2 separate regions of the Oryctolagus cuniculus genome follow, and region 2 is linked to region 1. A link is a contact called in public Hi-C data. All regions are on one chromosome and are shown on one strand. Each heading gives the region's core, a stretch centred on a gene start, on an enhancer-like site or on the middle of the called end of the contact. The rest is flanking DNA. Distances are from core to core; before and after follow the strand shown.

Evidence for each region. A called contact is a pair of places that touch in the nucleus more often than the background predicts.
Region 2: a Hi-C map of skin fibroblasts shows a contact between it and region 1, with 6 times the contacts expected there. The contact joins the enhancer-like site here to the promoter of ENC1 in region 1. A contact is called at or near these places in 5 of 6 Hi-C or Micro-C datasets (ear pinna, embryonic fibroblasts, psoas muscle and 2 more).

The regions. Positions count from the first base shown.
Region 1 is chr14:36,274,471-36,279,094 of mOryCun1.1, forward strand. ENC1 (ectodermal-neural cortex 1) reads left to right here and starts at 2,970. Exons shown (of 3, transcript XM_002721113.5): 1 at 2,970-3,253.
Region 2 is chr14:37,085,219-37,089,466 of mOryCun1.1, forward strand. It overlaps ARHGEF28 (Rho guanine nucleotide exchange factor 28), which reads right to left. Exons shown (of 29, transcript XM_017350622.3): 23 at 3,266-3,397; 24 at 916-1,016. Among named protein-coding and RNA genes, the nearest start is that of ARHGEF28, 100 kb to the right of the region's middle. Within about 2 kb of position 1,598, at least 1 of the 8 cell types and tissues checked has an H3K27ac peak or open chromatin away from gene starts, as enhancers often do.

The DNA of each region.
Region 1 (4,624 bases), core at 1,720-4,219:
TTGTGGCTCAGATATCTGGTGTCCATTGTTGTCCAGTTTGATGACAGCCTCATTAAGAAGTCTCTTCCTGTAATGCTACAAGACTTGCTCATCTTTGCTTCGTGTGAGTGGGGTGATAAGAATTATGCTTAGCATTGGCTGAGAGATGCTGTAGGAATTACACAGTGAGAGTTGCTATGATCATAAAAATGCTAACTTGCAAATCACTTTCAGCTGGGAGACAAATATTAGAAACTGCCCAACAGCCTGAAAACTTTTCACACAGTGCTTCAAACAAACCACGCACATGTAGGAGGTCACTGGCAGCACACATTTTCCCAAAATGCAAGTTCTGTTCCTGTGTCTTTCAGCAAGAAAATGCTTTCCAGGTTTTTTTTTTTAAACTTACATAAACTAATTTATTTTTCCCTTGTGCTGCTTATCTGCCTGAGCAGATGAAACAAATATCTATGGTCAGGGAACGTATCTCAAGATTTTCCAGACTATGGCCTTTTATTTTTTATTTTTTCCTTTTCTTGAAACACAGAAAGTGGCCACAGGAGGCAGAAAAGCCACAGCAAAATGGCATTAATAGAGGACAACACAGTGGCCAGAGGGCTTTGTTCCTTTCTCAGTCATGCCTGCTTAGCAAAGCTCCTTGTAAGGAGACGTGAACTCTGCTATTTCCTTAGTTAAATGTTCTCTGCAGGTTCCAGGTGGAAAAGAGGCAACAGAAACAGAAGACCTGTCCCTAGCATCGCAGCTTCCTTGGGGCAAAATCCCCAGCCAACCAAGTGAGCCATGGACATACTCCATTGCATCAGGGTCATTTAGATCCGGTTCCATATAGTTTCAGTAAGTGACTGAAGTAAGAAGTAGTTTTCCTTAATTAAAAAAAAAAAAGTGCTGATTCTTAACCTACAGGCTCCTTCCCCCAAATGGAAGGCATTAACAGTTGTTCTTCAAAGCCAACATGCTTGCTTTTGACCCACAGCCGAGATAGACAGACAGAGCCTGCCTAGGAGGTGCACTGGAATCTGCCTCAATCACCTTCCCCTACATCTTGCCACAGGCTACAGAAACCTGCCTGAAAAAGACCTACCTGCAATACTGCACATTTCCCCTCCCATCTCTTCAGCACCCATCTCTGGCGGCGGCAGCGTGTCCACCCAAAGCCCCCATTAGGAACCGGCCCTCCCGGCTCCCCTCTCCACTCTACCGCTCCCAGGCGCTCTGCACGTGGTTCTTCAGGGGACTCCATCTGGCCATCTCTGACTTGGTGGAAGTCTCCAGCAGAGGCTGTGCATAACCAAATGTAACGTGAAACTTTTTTTTTTTCCTAAGGCTTGTGGTGAGGCTGACTAGTTAATGCTAGCAAAGGACTTCAGAGGGCACTGTCTGTCTTCGCAAGGAGCGCGGTTTCTCAGCCAGACTTCCAGGAGCTAATGCGGGCGGAGGCGAGTAGGATTAGAGGAAGCGACCCACAGTCCTGGACTGCAGAGGCCTCCGGACTGTTGAAAGCGCCAGGGGCAGCATCCTTGGCCATGGGAAACCATTTCCGCAGCCGGTGTTTTACACACAGCTTGCAGCGGTGGAAGCGGAGGGGGAAGGAAGGGGTGAACGCGGCAGTGCGGCGCTCACCCTGGAGTGGGGACCAAGCGCGGCACACCTTCCTCGGTCTCAGTCTTCTCACCTGTGAAACGGGAGGGGGATGGGTTGGGCCAGGAATCTATGCAGGTCGTCCCAGACCTTATTATTCCAATACTTTATTCCCAGTGGCAAGGCAAGCACTTAACGCAAAAAGAAAACAGGATTCAATAAAAAGGCATCGCCGCAGGAAGCTACTTTGTGCCGTGCCTTTCCCTCCTGGCACGCGGGGCATTAAATGCGTGCCCGAGCCACTTCTCTACTGAACGCCATCCAAGCACCACCAGCCCACAAAAAAAAAAAAACAGAAGGGGCCTGGTCGGACAGAGGGAATGGAGGCTTTAACGCTACGGAGAGGAGCTGGCGTGGTAGCTCCTTTGAGTTGGCTTTGAATCAAGCGGCCACAGCGATTGGCTGCCTAGCACGTGGTGCGCGCCCCCGCGGGACAGAGCCCGGACCGCTGCAGCTCCTGCCAGGCGTGGAGCAGAGTCCGGCTGCGAGCGCCGCACCCGTCCGGAGTGAGGAAGGAAGACAACGGGAAAGCGCCCGGGGCTCGAGTCTGGCCGCGTGCCAGCGAGAAACCCCTAGTCCCAGCTTGCAAGACTCGCATAGTGCCCAGAGTGTGCAGACTGCAGCGCCTTCCCTTGTCATTGTGCCCCCTCCGATTGTCCTACCCATGCGCGCTGGTTGTGCGCGCCCAGGGCGCGTGCCGCGGACACCCACTCGCCCCGGCCAGCCTGTCCTGAGCATCTCGTGGGCGCTGGCAGCCCGGGGCGCGCTCCCCTGCGGAGGGTCGCTCAGTTCCCAGGGGATCCATTCAGCAGTCTGGTCCTGAGAGACAGACACTTCGACCCCGGAAACTTGTTTTATTCGCGGCCCTCGAAAGCTGCAGCTGCCAAAGGCTGAGAGCGCGTCCGCTTTGTTTCCCTGCACCGCCCGCAGCCCCCTCCCTGGCTTCCTCTCCCGGTTAACTCCCCCGACACACTCTTCCCCTGCTCCTCGTCTCCTCCCCCCTTCCTCCCTCCCTCCTCCGCCTCCTCCTCCTTCTCCCTCCTCCTCCGTACGCCGCGCTAATGTGCTTCCTCCCCCCCCCCCCAAGCCCCATGTCAGTCTCGGCACTCGCGCCCCCCCCTCCTTCTCTCCACCCCTCCCCGCCGCGCCGTTTATAGCCCGGCTCGCGGTGGCCGGGCGCAGACTCTCGGCCCGGGAGAGAGAGGGAGGCGGCGGCGGCGGCGCGGTGGTGGCGCTGTGGAGACCAGGTCTAGACGCCAGGCGGCCGCCCGGCGCAAGGCGCTTTCTGGCTCCCTCCCCCAGTGCACAGCCCGCCTCCTTCCGCGGTGCCTGCAGCCGCAGGCTCGCTCTGCCCTCCCAAGACTCGCTCCGGGAGACGCTGCGCGCGGGTCCTGGGCACAGGGTCCGCGGCCTGAGACCGTGAGGCCGAGGCGAGCCGCCAGCGGTAGCCGGCCTCCGGCGCGGTTCTCTCCCCGGCGGGCGCCCCATGCGCGATCGCTTCTCCCGGGTAGTCGCCACCGCCGCTTCCCGGGACTGAGACGCCCGCTTCGTCGGCTCCCCGCCCGTGACCGAGGCTAGCACTCAGCCGGTCGTGCTCCAGGCAGTCGCCAGCGCTGTAAGTTTCCTCCACTGCCTGGGACCTGTTGCGGGTGCCGCCCGGCCTGCGGGGGGTGTGTTCGCGAGGGGTGAGGACGCGCCGGGCCTCTGGGCTCCCGGCGTGGGCTGGGGGAGCTGTTCCCGATGCCCGCCGCTGCCTCTACCACAGCAAGCCGGAGCAGGGCATCGCCGGAGGGGCCGGCCGGCTTCCTCTCCGCGGCGTGAAACTCCGGCGAGCCGCGGGGGGAATCGCGGAGCCTAGCCAGGGATAAGATCAGTCTCGCTGTCTGCGGCCTCCAGGGCTCAGCACGAGGGCTGGTTTGCCCACGTTGCGCCCTACCGGTCTCGGGGGAGAGCTGGAACCAGACACCCCTAGTGCGAGCGCGTTCACGGGCGCGGTGGGGGGGGGGGTAGAAATGTCTGCAGGAAATGAATGAAAACTGGTTTCTGCAAAACTAGTGTTTTTCCTGTGCGAGCAGTCGGCTTTTGGTGTTCCCTTACCAGGTTCAAAGGATAGGAATCGGTGGGCGGGGTAGAGATGAAACATTGAACTTGTTAGGCTTGGAGTTTGGCGTTGCCCTCACGGGCTTGGCCGGCGAGTTAAGTAGCCTTTCGACTATTACAGAGGATTATATGGCGAAAGCTGTGTGTGTGAACAAGATTTTTATAATGTTGACCCATTGTTAGCAATGACGCAGAAGTCCGAGAAAAATCTGCCCGCTTTCTCCTTTGATTGGGTCGAGATCAGGTTGAAAATCTGGAGAGCCTGCTGGCGTGTGGGAGACAGGGAGCCTGCATAAGCACTGCGTGAACCGAGCGTACTGTAACTAGAAGCCCTTTTGATGTTCACAGTAATAGCAGCCCTTTTCTGCCTTTGTAGACGCAGGTTAAGTATATGTGTGCGTGTCGTCGCCACTCACTTGGTATGCAAATATGTCTCTGGGGGCTTTAAAAAATGCTGCAAGGATGATTCCTTTTTTGATGAAGGTGTATTTAGTGGCTTCAGTCCTGTCTCCTGATATGTTCATGTTTGCATAATTCTAAACCAGAAAGCAAGTCATTTCCCCTGAGCCTTCGCGTTTATGTTTTATTTTAATCATACATTCCTGCCAGAATGTTAAGATTCTGACTGTGGTATGCTTTTCCATCTGGATGGTATCCAAGATGACAGGCTAGTGTCTTGCCTCTGGCTCTCTGGGCCAACCTGGAAGACAGGAGCAGAGCCCGGAGATGCAGATCCTGTATCCTGAGGTCTTTTAAGCAAACTGTTTTCTGAAATGCAAACTGAATTGTAACTGTTGTGTACACCGGGAGTCTAATATGCAGGAAAACCCTTGGTGGTCCAGCGTGAGTCCATGGCACTGGGCTCCCTTCTTTAGCTGGCTACACA
Region 2 (4,248 bases), core at 348-2,847, 810 kb after region 1:
TCCCACAATGGCCCAGGCTGGTGCTCAGGAATGCACCTAATTCCATTTCAGATAAAGCTCAACTCCGGAGCTGCAGACAACGCCAAGCGGCCGACTGGCTGCCTCCCAGGTTCAAGTTTGGACTCTTTTGCTATTTCTGACATCTCAGTTGCACTGGAAGTTAACAGAACATTTTATGCATTTAATTTGTAAAGACAGAGTTATAGCTTTTGTACCAGGGATACTTCAGAAAGTTTATGGAAAATGGAACTAAACAGTTTGGATGCAAAAGGAAAAAAAAATGTGAAATCCACACAAACAGTTTTTCTCATAGTGTGCATTTTCCATCAATTATTTGAAGATCCTTCATATACAGTAAGTCAAAAGCCGAGATGCAATTGGAACTATTCTGCCCCAAGCAAAAACTGGTCAGATTAGATTAAAAAAATCTACAAAAAGTAGGTGAAATGCTGGTGGTAACAGGAAAACAGTTTGACAGGAGAGGAAGTTCAAGGAAGGTGGAAGAAGCAAGAACATCCCAAAGTGGAAATTGACTTCCGCTACATTAGCGCCGTCCGGTTGCCCAGGGGCCCCGAATGCCCAGGCCCGGTGCTCAGTGAAAGTCTCCCAACGTAGTGAGCGACAAGCAAGGGTGTGCAGTGAGAAAGGGAAGAGCGGAAGTCAGACAGCGCAGACAGCACACACAGGCGGGCTTCCCATCCGGGGTAATGACTTCTTGGTTGTGTGTTTACACCTACATGACACAGGAAGAACAAGCACATTGGAAGGAGAGATAAGTTAGAAAGTCTAGAGACGAACGCTGCGATTCACGGGGCACAAATGCAGAAAAGCACTTTCACTGCACTCGCGGCACCTGAGGCTGGTTCACGACACGACGTGATGGGTGCTGGGTGCTAACAAAGTGGTTGACAATACCTTCTCCACCGCATCGGGGATCTCCTGGCCAGTTCCCACACCCTGGGTCCCGCCGTCCTCATCCCAACAGCCTCTTCCTTCTGCCCCCTCTGGGCCAAGCGCTGCAAGCACAGCATTGAGACAGAAATAAAAAAGATGACATCAGTCAGCAGCCAGCCACTGGGTCCCCCACACAGCTGACAAAGCAATGCCGCCTGGAATCATGCCCGTGGCGTCCTCTCCTCGGAGGTGTCCCCACCCACGTGGGGCTCACATGCTGTCAGCCCAGAGACCCACCCCACACAGCCCGGGTCCGTTCCACGTCTCGCTTGCACTGAGGGAGCCACGCGCTGTTGGGGGCATACAGAGTGCACCACAGGGCTCCTGTTCAGTGATGGGGAAGAGCCTCGTGGGGAGGGTGGGTAGAGCTGAAGCATGCTCTCTTGGCAGTGCGCCTCGGTGGCCAGTCTGAGAGCAACGGATGAGAAAGGAGGCTCAGATGGAGGAGTACAGGGCAGGATGCACCCTCCAAGAGGGCTGGAGGTGGCTGATGGCAGCTCTCTAGGACGCCAGGGGCCACTTCAAAGGGCATCAGTCGGATACCTCGGTCCGTTTGTACCCCCTGCGTGGCCACACCTCCCCAGAAGTGGTTTCGCCACTGCTACTCTTCCCAACTCTGAGAGAGAAGCCAAAGGCCCTCCCCATGTCCTCCTCCCCATCCAGGGCCGGGCGGGCCAAGTGGAGGCAGGGGATGGCCCGTGGACGGGTCCTCTGTCCCTGCCCTGCTGGCAGGTTCAGGCAGGCACGAGAGGCTCCAGGTAGCCCAGCTCTTCCCGGGAGGCAGCAAACACTCATCCATCTGCTCGAGCGTCTCGGGGACCACAAACAGAAGGCTCCACTGGGGTTATGACCTCAGCAGACCAGGGCCTGACTCAGAACCAAGCCTGCAGTCACAGATGTGCGGGTAGCGCCCTCAGCAACTAACTCTACAATCCAGCTCTGGGGGCCCCGGGCTCTAACTCAGCCCACATTGAACAGGCCTGCGGGTCACGAGATTACGAGACCCCACTCCCCTGCCCAGTGCCTCTACCCAAAGCCGGACCGCTCGGTACAGAGCCTCTCAGCGGCTCCAGCAGTGCCGCGGGGTCCTTTTGCAACTCTCCCAAGTCTTGGGGAGATATGACTACACAGGGGAGAACTGCCATGGCCCTGCAGGAAGGGCGGCTGGGCCGCCACGCGCTCGGAGCAGCTGCAGGGCAGACAGGCCTCCCCAGCTGTCCCCTGGGGTGAGGCCGAGCGTGGCAGAGCCCAGGCGGTATTTTTAGACGGCCTTTTCTCTGTGGCATAATGAGGCTCCTCTCTTAAAAGGAAGTCACCCAGGGCAGTACACCTCCGCTGGGTCACAATGAAAAACATATGTGCGCATTCTGGAAATAGAAACTCAGGAGTAGATAAAGCCCAACTTGAACAGGGAAAATAATCATTGGTGCTGGTAAATAAAAAAAAAAAAAAGAAACCTTACAATTAAAAAGCTATGCTGTTTCCATTTATCTTAATTAACCAAGTTATTCTGTGTTAGTCAGTCCTAAGAAAACTCAATCCTCTAATCTCTGGCTATGAAAGATATTTTCTCTCGTGCATATAAGACCTTGTGGGAGTAAGGTTACCATCCACCCATGAAGAAGCATGAATTCTATGCTTGTACCTCGGAAACTTTATGGAATTAAGCATTTAGCTAAATATGCATGTAGTAGTATGATCAGGTTCAGAGCAGCTAATTCTCTAGATTCTGTTTTTATGTTGAAATGGTGTTTTAATAAATGCATTCTGACCTGAATTAAAAGTATGATGATGCAGGTTAACAATCCTTTGGCACTTGTGTGTGTGTGTGTGTGTGTGTGTGTGAGAGAGAGAGAGAGAGAGAGAGAGGATCCATGTGTTTCCACTTCCTGAGTCATGCTTTCTTGGTTAATGAACATGAGATGAAATTGAAGAGTTTTGTGCACTAATGCAAAGACCCTTTTTTTAAAAAAATCAAACAAGTGTAAAAGTCCTCTCACAACTGCATTCCTTCCGTCACATCAGAAGTGAGGCAGGGGTCTGAGGAAGGACCGCGCGTGGCTGACCACACCACAGCCACTCCGCACGCTCCGTGCCTGCAGCCGCAGCGTCAGGACGGTGCCTGCAGGGTGTGGATTTGTGGCCAGCATGGCGAGGCTCTGATCGTTTTCTGATTTGAAAAAATACACCAAGTCCCCACCCCCTAGCCCCCGGCCCCCGGCAAGGGCCAGAGCCGTGGCTTTATTTTCGGGACCTCTCTCAGCTGCAGGCCTTGTGCTTGGCTCAACCCCAGGCCTGTGCTGCCACTTACAGGCAGCAGGTGACCCCGGCAGCTCCTGGGAGCCAGGTGCGTCCGTCCAGGCGGAGTCTGCGCAGCTGTCCTCGGAGCGCTGACTGGCCTCTCCCACCTGCGACGCTTTCACCGCAACCTGCAGGCTCTCAGCTGGGTGGAAAGACAAACACAGACGTAAACAACAGACAGATGATCTAGACCAAAGGTTGGCAAGCTACACCTGGGCCCTGCCTGCCTCTACATAGGCCCAGGAGCTACACTGTGTCTTTACACTTGTAAAGGATTGTTAGGGCACACACACAAGTACAGCCTGCCTTCAAAGTTCCCCGACACACACTCAGAGAATTTACCACCAGCCCTTTGCAGAAGTGTGCTGACCTGCAAACCAGACCAACGCTTTCAGCATCCGCATACCACACAGCACCAGCTTGATTAAAAAAAGTCTAAACCCACTGCATAAAAACATCTCCAATGCAGCATGCTGGAAGACGTTCTGCAGTTCAGTTCATTTAAACACAATAATCAGATGAGAATTTTTTTTTTTGACAGGCAGAGTGGACAGTGAGAGAGAGAGACAGAGAGAAAGGTCTTCCTTTGCCCTTGGTTCACCCTCCAATGGCCACCACGGCTGGCACGCTGCGGCCGGCGCACCGCGCTGATCCGAAGCCAGGAGCCAGGTGCTTATCCTGGTCTCCCATGGGATGCAGGGCCCAAGGACTTGGGCCATCCTCCACTACCTTCCCAAGCCACAGCAGAGAGCTGGCCTGGAAGAGGAGCAACGGGGACAGAATCCGGTGCCCCGACCGGGACTAGAACCCTGTGTGCCGGCGCCGCTAGGTGGAGGATTAGCCTAGTGAGCCGTGGCGCCGGCCCAGATGAGAATTTTAAAACCTGTCCAAGCGAGCAGTTCTTCCACACAATATGTCTCTCCACACTTGCTTTAAACATCAAGATTCAATCTTAACCCTAGATGTGCTGGGTCAGATTTTCTGGAGAAGAAG